2 separate regions of the Mus musculus genome follow, and region 1 is linked to region 2. Evidence: chromatin contacts called from public promoter capture Hi-C data. All regions are on one chromosome and are shown on one strand. The core of a region is the stretch at or near the end of the contact, and the rest is flanking DNA. Distances in the headings are between cores, read along the strand shown. Region 1 holds the start of Snrpb (small nuclear ribonucleoprotein B). Region 2 has its middle 28 kb from the start of Gm39933.

Region 1 (4,747 bases), core at 425-2,924, 250 kb after region 2:
GATATATAACTTGTTATCCTTAATTTTTAATTAAGGCAACAACAGTTTCTATCCTGGCTTCCAATATAGCTTTGCAAAAATAAAGGGGGAGCCTCTACACATCCCAAGGTAAACAGAAGTACCTGTCTCTCTCAGAAACATGCCCCCCCACCCGCATCTAACTGGCGTTATGCCACCCCCAACCACCCAAGTATCATCTCTGCCAGGAACTGCAAGTGCTGTTCACTCCCGTAAGCATTACCCCATCCTAACCTAAAGATCCAGATTGTGTTTTCTGCTTAATCCCCTTACATAACTGTTCACGGGGATCAGCATACATCGGTCCCTTTGCCTAGTAACAGCTAATATACCTTATTGGATACTCCCTGTATATCCAGGCCCTTGAAAGGGATTGTGTATTTCATTTGATCCTCAAAATTGGACCCAGTGTCATTCATTTTTACTGGTAAAATAGGCTACTCCGGCTGAAGATTATGTAAGGACTTGCCTCAGTCAACTCTTGGAAAAAAAGAAAAAAGAAAAGCAATATCCTGTTTGAGCACCTCGGGTTTCTTCAGCCACGCAACTAGAGTAATCTTTTGGAGAGATTCGAGGTATTTATTACATGTGGTCTGTAGCCAAAACTAAATAAAATTAGGATTTTGAGTACAGAAATTATAACAAACTGAGATTTCAAGCAAAGACCACTTTCCCTGGCTGACCTTTAAGAACTTAAGTTCATTAAGCCTGGGAAAAATCTTGCAGCGATCGTTCACTACCAACAGGATAAAGCAAGACTGGGCCTTCAGCAACCAGACTCCTGGAAAGTTCGTGCCATCGACTGCTTTGCTCTCTCAGTTTTCCAGATTGCTAACCCTCCCTCCCATGGGGGAGCCGGGTGCCCCGAAACAATCATTTGGGAGTCACCTCCTGGAGAAAACGTTCTCGTTCCTCCCACTGCCGTTACTTTTGCCTAACGCTGAGCTACCACTGCGATATTAGTTATATTGTAGCTATATTAGGACTGCCTGGCCAGAAACTGGCCCAAGTGAAGACAGAACTTACTTTAGGGTGCAGCCCCGGCGCCCGACACAGCCCAACATCAAAATACGAGAAGCAAGGTCGCGCGCGCTCTGCTGGCAAACCCTCTCCTCCAGCCTCCCGCTCCCTCCGCTGCTCGACTCCGGTTTCGGGCCGTGACCTCCGCTACTCCTCCGCCTCGCCCGGCGCTGCCCGGTCGGCCCGAGGCCTGCGCCAGCTCCAAAAGCCCGGGCACACACTGACGCCCAAGTTTAAAGCTACGGAGGCCGCGGGGCCGAAACCGCCGTGGCTCCGGGACACGACGTTTGACGGCCGCGCATCGGCCTCTGTACCCCGGTCGGCCTTCCCCTCTACCCGGTCGCAGCCTCACGGCAAGTCCAGGCCTTTGGCGCTGGGATGAAGCGGCTTCCACCCCGACCTCCTCCGCCACGGGCGGCTCGGCTCGGCTCCAGCCCACGGACGCCGCCAGCTACCGCCCCGTTCCGCACCCCCGAGCGCCCTACAGCCAGCCCGCGCCTTCTCACCATGGTGGCGGCTCGGATGGCTCAGATTCCCGCCGGATTCTCTGCCACAGAGGCCTAGTCGCCAGCCAGCCAGCCGCTGGATTCCCGCCGCCGCCGCTAACGGAAATGCTGCCTGCAAAATGCCGCCGCTAGTGAAGCTACTTCCGGTCCGGCCTCGGACCTGGAGTTCCGGTCTCTGGAACGCAATTAGGGGGCGGAGCATTAGCATCAGCTGACGGATTGTGTGGTGGTTTTGTTTTGTTTTGTTTTGTTTTGGGTGGATTTTTCCCCCCCTTTGTTGATTTTATTGGAGTTTTCCTCCTCGTTTTGTTTTGCTTTAGACCGGGTCTCACTGGGTCTTGAGCTTCGGATCCTCCTACCCACCGCGTTCTTAGTACCAGATGCTGGCGTACACCATACTTGGGCGGCAAACATCCTTGGAGGACAGACACCTCCCCAGCTAAAGTCTCCGCTGGAGTGCTTGGTTTACACGCCGATGTCCCAGACCCCACTCCCATCCAGTTCTCACCCAGCGCTCTTGTGAACTCACTCTAGGAAGCCACTTCTCTAGCTTCTCTCTATGTTCTTCCCTCTTTGCATTTGCTTTTGTCTCACCAGGAGCGCTAGACTCGCAGGTATATGCACACCCTCATGCCCTTACCTCCAGGATTTAAACAGAAATGACAGTCCTGGTGAGGACTTTCCTGACCATTCTTTCTAGGAAAAAAAAAAAAAAATGCAACTTTCTCAGGCTCTTCGCGCTTCCTTTTTGCTTGTTTTCAAATATTGATTGCTATCTGACATACTAAACCGTAGTCCCCTTATTATTGGAAGGGCATGCCTTCCCAGACTCGGAGTAACTCCCCAAGTCACAATATGCTAATTTTTTTTCTACATAAGCACGCTTACGATATGCATATCCTTTTCACTTAACGCAAGTGTATTTTGGCACCCTTGAATTGACTTTAAAAACCGGGATTTAAGCAAGACAAATTTTGGGTCGAAGTTTGGATTGATGTCCCCTTCCCGCCTCTCGGAGTCCGGCCTGGCTACAGGAGGTGGCTACTTCAGTCTCTATATCCCCCTCTGGTAGGAATCTCAGCTAGAGTCACCTCCATAGGTATCCTCCCCAGCCCCAGGCTCCAGCTAGCCACCAGAGAAAAACCCCAACTCCTCCCCACCACATCACACCCCCACCCCCACCCATTCCCTTCCTCACCCCTTCCTCCCCTACCCAGTTCCCTCTGTCCATCCACCTCCAATGACTATTTAGTTTCCCATCTGAATGAGATTGGAATCCCCCTTGGGACCAACAGTGGTATGGGATGGAGGCAATGGTGGGGGCGGGGGGGGGGATTTGTAAGGGCGGGATTTGGGAATAGAAGAGGGAGCAAGGGCTATGATCCAGATATAAAGTGAATAAAAGAAAATTATTGAAAAAACAAAACAACAAAAACAAAAACGGGATTTAGTCAGGCAGTGGTGGCCTTTAACACCAGCACTCAGGAGGCAGAGACAGGCTGATCACTGTGAGTTCGAGGCCAGCCTGCTCTACAGAGCTAGTTCCAGGACAGCCAGAGCTACACAGAGAAAACCTATCTTGAAAAACAAAAACAAAACGAAACGAAAACAAAAAGATAACAGGAACTACCTGAACACCAGTGCTGCAGTGTAGGCCCGCCAGTGCAGTGAGATCCTATGAGTACTGAGTGGGTAGCACACACAGCGTGGACACCTGCATGGACACCTTCCCCAAGGGCTGATCTCTGGTTAAGGCCAAGACATAGCATTCTTCCTGCTACTCAAAACAGTGCATGACACAGAACATTAGTTGCTTATTTCTGGAATTTTCATTTAGTATTTTCAAACTGATAGACCAAAGGTACCTGAAACTTGGATAAGAGAGTACTGTATATATTTTTAAGTTATTTTATTGCCCCACTAGCATGTAAGCTCCGATACATTATGGATTTTTCTTTGTAAACTGTTTATTATTTAGAATACTGCTTAGCATAAAGGGCTTAGTAAGTGTTTGTTTAATGAATTAATGAATTAATCTCATTTGGCTCCATTACTCTTTAATCCTTGCCTATATGCCTAGAACTTTCTAATTTATTCCTCTGACCTTGGTTTTTTGTTTTTGTTTTTTTTCTAACTTTTGGTCTTTTATATAAAATCACTTGCTTAATAGCTGCCCAGCAGATAGGCTAAATTTAACATGTTGAAAACTGAATTCTTGGCCTTATTACTCCTCCCTTCCCATCTCAGAAGTTTTGTCAAGTTACGAAAACAAGGAATGGTGCTAAGACTTTGGTACATTGGGTAGATTGTGTAGAACACGCAAAGCCCTGGGTTCGATCCCCAGCACTGTATAAACTGGGCCTGGTAAGCTATGCCTACCATCCTAGCACTCAGACAGTGAGATGGGTACACAAGGAGTTGGAAACCAGGCTGGGCTCCTCAGGCTCCTGTCTCAAAACAAACAAACAAACAAACAACAGAACAGAACAAAGTAATGAGGACATGAAGCATAGTCAGTTCTTTTCTTCAGTTTATAATCTACCTGTCAGGAAACTGTCCATCCCCCACTGTCACCCTACCTTGTTATTGGTTCCACTGCTGTGACTGCTAGTCTTAGCCACCAGCCTCTCTCACTTGGATTACCAAATGAGTCTGTAACTGTTCTCCTGGCTTTACTCTTGTTCTCAGGGCAGCCAGAGGGGTCCTTCTAAATTATCCTGGGATTCTCTCAGGTGATTGCATAGCCTGCCTTCTACCTCCCACTGACTTCCCAGGACTCATGGGAAAATCCAGCCTGTCCTCTCTTTAACCTCATCTCCTTCAGCATCCTGCTCATTCACCAGTCTCCAGTTGCACAGGTCTCTTTGTTGCTTCTCAACCATAGCAAGGGCACGGTACCTCCTCAGAACTCTGCCCTCTTCACACCATTTCTACTTGATATCTCCGTTGTCCCATTTCTGTGAACCTACAGACAGGGACACGAAGGCCCAGCAAGATAAATTAGCATGCCCAAGGTGTCAGAATCAGAATGAAAATATAGGTAGGTACATCTGACAAAGCTGTCTGTTTGTCCCCAGGTTACCCTGTCACCAGCAGATGCATAATTCATTGAGGCACTTATAAATACGTATTTAGAGCCAGCCACGTGGCCCGTGCATGTACATATCTATCCCAACACTTGATCGATGGAGACAGAAGGATCA
Region 2 (4,811 bases), core at 2,185-4,684:
TAGTCATACTTTACCAAGAGGAGCTATTCTTCCCTCCACAGGCTTCAACAAAACTCCACCACTGGTGCCCTCCTCCACGACATGTAGTTTTCCAATTCTAAGAAGTTCCCGTGGTGGAATAGTCTCCTTCCTTTGAGTTAGCATGTTACCAGGGACACAGGAGGTGGGGTCTAAAGCTGATTATGAGGGCCAGGCCAACTCAATGACTTCTAAGCCTGCTAATGTCTGACTACTCACCTAACAGGGCTAAAGTAACAAAGAGGAGCCAGGAACACCATGGAGCCAGGCAAGATGAAGGCAACTGGAATACAAATGGAGTACCTCCGAGGATGACAACACAAGTGGAAGGAAGAGAAGCAAAAACAAGAGGTAGGTTCACTGTGGTGGTAGACAGTAGTGTTTGTGAGTTAAATCCAAATAAGATTATATAGTCTTTTGTTTAGAGGAAAATAGATGGTGGGGGAAAACAGAAGGACTGGGCAAAGGTCTATAATGCTAGAGATAGTAGCATATATGTTTTTAAGGCAAAAGCAACGCTCAGAACCCAGCAGCCTTCAAAGGTTAGGCTGGGCCACCAACCCCGTACGTCAGTTAAAGGGCTGAGCAGTGCCATAAAGCACAAAGGCAGCGTTGATTCAATGTGGCTACATTCGGAGGAGGGGACAGATAAGGGAGTCCACGTGCTCCAGAAGTTTCCTCATGAGGTTCTCACATGAGGTTCAAGTTTGAATAGAAGATGGACGATGTGTAATTAAGCAGTCTGGTTGAGGTGAGGTGCTGCCCTTCAATCCATCATCTTCCCAACTCTGATTGAGTTGTTGAGATGTCTTGCAAGGTTTGATCCTGGGATCCAAAGTAACTGGATTGAAGTTAAGTACACTAACTCATCTCTTAGACTTTATCCTAAATAACATATGCAAGGTAAAGGTAGATTTGTCAGTTTTTATCTTGCTGTTATTTTGTGGGCCAGTGAGGGCTTGAATGAGAATGGCCCCTGTAGGCTTGTATATTTGAATGCTTTGCTCCACCTTGGTGGAACTGTTTGGGAAGGATTAAGAGGTGTGGCCTTCTTGGAGGAAGTGTGTCACTGGGGGGTGAGCTTTGAGATTCCCAAAACGCACCCATTCCCAGTTAGCCCCCTCTCTCTGCTTCTTGGTTTTGCCTCAACATGTAAGTTTTCTGCCACTGCTTTGGCACCATACCTGCCTGCCTGCTGCCATGTTCCCTGCCATGATGGTCATGGATTCACCCTCTGAGATTGTAGACAAGCTCCCATAAACTCTTTCTTTTGTAAGTTGCCTTGGTCATGGTATCTTTTAACAGCAACAAAATAGTAACTAAGACAGGACCCAAGTGAGGAGCCAATGCTTTTTAGCAAAAGCAGCTTTTAAGCATCTGTTGGAATAGTCGTCCCTGTCAGTGGTGTATTTTAACTTTTGTAAACTCTTACACATGTATGTCATGAGAATGATTGGAACATAGGTGAAAGCTGCGTTCTCAATTCTTCTCTCCTATTATAGCACCAGCCATGGTGTTCTGTAAAAGGAGAAAGTTGCTTTCTCCTTCCCTCCCCTGCCCTCTTGTCTGACATAGCATGCAAGACAGTTTTGATGCAGCAAATACTGGAGAAAGACATAATATATTAGACCAGAACTTGGGGGAAAATGATCTTTGAGGCCTCTTCCTACCTCAGAGACCTACTGTGATACTTATATTTTTTTCTGACCAATTGTGCACATAAAGTTTCTGTGTTGATTCTGAAATGTAGCTTGTGCTCTGCTTGCCCACACATAGGTGGCAGGGCACAGTGACTTCCTCAGCAACCATCTTCTCCAGAACCAGAGTCCCCAGCTGTAATGGTGGATTTGTGTTTTCTTCCTTATAGCAATATCATTTTACTTCTTGGATTCTGTTTCTCTCTCTCTCTCTCTCTCTCTCTCTCTCTCTCTCTCTCACACACACACACACACACACACACACACACACACACACACACACACACAGAACTGTTGTTTCCCTAGGGGACTGATTATTGTATCATTAGGTGCTGATGTGTTAGGGCATATGTCTGTGATTTCACTATTTGCTGTATTTTTAGATTTCACTTCTCCCTTTCCTTGACTACCTTTCTGTGGATTAAAAAAAAAACAAAACAAAAAACTGCTGTGATAAAGATGACAACTAAAAGCAACTCTAGGAGGAAAGAGTTTATTTCATCTTACACTTCCAGGTCACAGTTCATCTCTGAGGAAACTGAGGGCAGCAACTCAAGGAAGGACCCTGGAGGCAGCCGATGCAGAGGCCATGGAGGAGTGATGCTTACTGGCTTGCTCCTCATGGCTTGCCCAGCCTGCTTTCTTTTTCATCCCTGAACCACTTCCCAGAGGTGGCTTTACCCGAAATAAAATAAGCCACATCAGTCATTAATCAAGAAAATGCCCAGTGGGCTTGCCTACAAGCCAGTCTTGTGAAAGCGTTTTCTAGTTTGTGGTTTTCTCCTCTCAGACAACTCTAGCCTCTAGTTTGTGTTGAGTTGACAGAAAAGTAAACCACTCCACCCATGTATAGTAGTGTTTATTTGTAGTGTTTTTGAATTCATGTCTTTGGATAGTTCTCTTAATGTGCATGCATGCACACTTTGTGTGTGTGTGTCTGTGTGTGTGTGTTTGAGTGTTTATAACAAAGATATTTCTTTAATGTGTCCACATTGTGAAGAGGAACTAAGAGATTCGCTGTCCCCCACCTCATAACCCCAAGTCCATTTTCAGGGTTTTATTAACATGAGGTTTAGGCTGAAATAAAGAAAATAGAAACACATGGCATATCCCAGTCAAGGTATGGTCCTGCTCATCATCACTGTCTGGGGATGCAGTCTCTCATGGAAAGGAATATGCCACGTTTTCAGAACTATATGAAATCTCCTTGCAGGAAACAAGCTGCCCTTCTGACAGGCAGCAGGTTCCTGGACTTTTCCATCTCTAAGCATGAGATTCTTGGGAAATTCCAGTTCTTTGGAGTGCATTGCATCAGTGTGATGACAGCCACAGAGAAGGGTATGAGTGTCTCATTAGAGCATCTTCACGATTCCTGCTTTGTTTTCACCCCTCATTCTTGAGGTGAAATGTGCATGGCATAATCATGAATCATAAAGAGGAGACAGGTAAGGGGGATGTTAGAAGGCATTCAGTTAGTGTCAGGCAACCACATGCACAAACCATTTCTCCAAAACCTCTAAGCTTTAGTTACTTTTGGAAGGGCTTCCAGAAGTGACTTCATGGTTGTTGTTTACCATCTCACCGTGAAAACCAGGCTCATCTCAAACTTAGTCTTTCTACTTCAGCCTCTCAAATTCTGGCTTTATGGATGTGCTACCATCCTCAGCACGATTCCATTTTTATTTTGATAATTTACTCCTTGTCTCTGAACAATATTCTCTGATGACATTGATGATTAGCCATCTGGTGGTTTGGTTTCAGTTATTTCTCATCACTTATGTTCTTTCCAGAGAATGATCCAAAATAGCTGTACTTTTAGTTTTGAGTGAGTTTGTTAAGCATGCAGTGAACAAAAATAAAACAAAAAAGCAAGTTGTACATAGATAGCAAAACATCATTAAATTTGTTGCTTACAGCATCCACCAGAAATGACTGGGGAAGCCCCATGAGACAATCAGCTTAAGTTCAGATTACAGGATTTCAGTTGAGACACAGCTTGTCCCCCCCACCCTACCCCCAGGTTTCCAAGTAAAAGAGCATATTGAAAGCAACAGAAAGATACATTGTGTCATCCAATGGGCAAGACCCCCAAGGCTCATCTATCTGCTTGGATACTTGGTCTCTAGTCAATGGAATTATTTGGGAAGGATTAGGAGGTGTGGTCTTGGAGGAGGTATGTCATCAGAGTGGGCTTTGAGGTTTCAAAAGCCCACACATTCCCAATTAGCTCTCTCTGCCTTGTGGGTTGTTTTTGTTTTTTGTTTTTTTGATTTCAGGATGTAATCTTTCAGCTATTGCTCTAGCACCAGCTTACCTGTCTGCTGCAAAGTCCTGGTAGGACTCTGGAAGATGATAGTACTGACAGCAGGTGGACTATGGAGGCCCACCTTGAGAAGTTTCAAGGAGGACAATATTAGCAACTGGTCTAGAGACCATTTTTTAAATGATATTTTGGCAAATAATATGGCTGATTTCTGCCCTTTTTCTAAATTGGAAGGCATATTGCATTAAGTTCCTTGGTAGAGAGAAGTTCAAGAAAGTCTAATACTGATTTTTGCTACATGGTTATTAGTAATCTATCTTATGCAGGTCTATAATGAAAAAGAGCAAGTGTGTGTAGGGAGTGATAAGTACAAAATATAGAGTTTAAAGAGAAAAAGCACCAGGAAATTTAATTTTGGAAGCAGGATGGATGCTAAAAGAGGTGAGAAGAGTGAGGAGAGGCCAGATCCAAAGTGGAATAAAGGAGTGACTTCAAGACAAGGCTCCACCAAACTCAGATTCCACATTGTACCAAAAACAAAAAAAAAAAAAAAACAAACAAAAAACACCAGAGCCTGAGGAATTTTCTACTCCTAAGAAGCAACAACAAAGGGAGATTTCTGCAAAAGTAATTCACAGGGTCAGTGTTCTATCCTAAGCAGACAGCCAGACCTTACTACTTCATTCACACAGTTCTGGCCTTAGGGTCTTGAAGGATATATAGGAAAAGAATTGTGGAATCTTCCTCTATGGTTAAGTCCTATTAGGATGGCCCATTAATCTCTGTTTACAATATTTAGCTGTATTTCTAACTTGAAGTCTTTCAGACATCCC

What was found. Promoter capture Hi-C pulls out the DNA fragments that hold promoters and counts their contacts.
Region 1: a promoter capture Hi-C map of hippocampal neurons shows a contact between it and region 2, with 2.7 times the contacts expected there. The contact joins the promoter of Snrpb here to the enhancer-like site in region 2. A contact is called at or near these places in 7 of 39 promoter capture datasets (the HPC-7 cell line, embryonic stem cells, hippocampal neurons and 3 more), 5 of 484 Hi-C or Micro-C datasets (bone marrow-derived macrophages, cumulus cells, embryonic stem cells and 2 more), 8 of 115 datasets of contacts at active chromatin or transcription factors (acute myeloid leukemia, embryonic forebrain, embryonic limb bud and 5 more) and 1 of 9 other capture datasets (embryonic stem cells).

What each region holds. Positions count from the first base shown.
Region 1 is chr2:130,177,690-130,182,436 of GRCm38.p6, forward strand. It overlaps Snrpb (small nuclear ribonucleoprotein B), which reads right to left and starts at 1,675. Exons shown (of 7, transcript NM_009225.2): 1 at 1,545-1,675. The coding sequence starts at 1,547.
Region 2 is chr2:129,922,462-129,927,272 of GRCm38.p6, forward strand. No RefSeq gene overlaps it. Among named protein-coding and RNA genes, the nearest start is that of Gm39933, 28 kb to the left of the region's middle. Within about 2 kb of position 3,435, at least 4 of the 459 cell types and tissues checked have an H3K27ac peak or open chromatin away from gene starts, as enhancers often do. A contact at or near this core is called in hippocampal neurons, where this site is marked.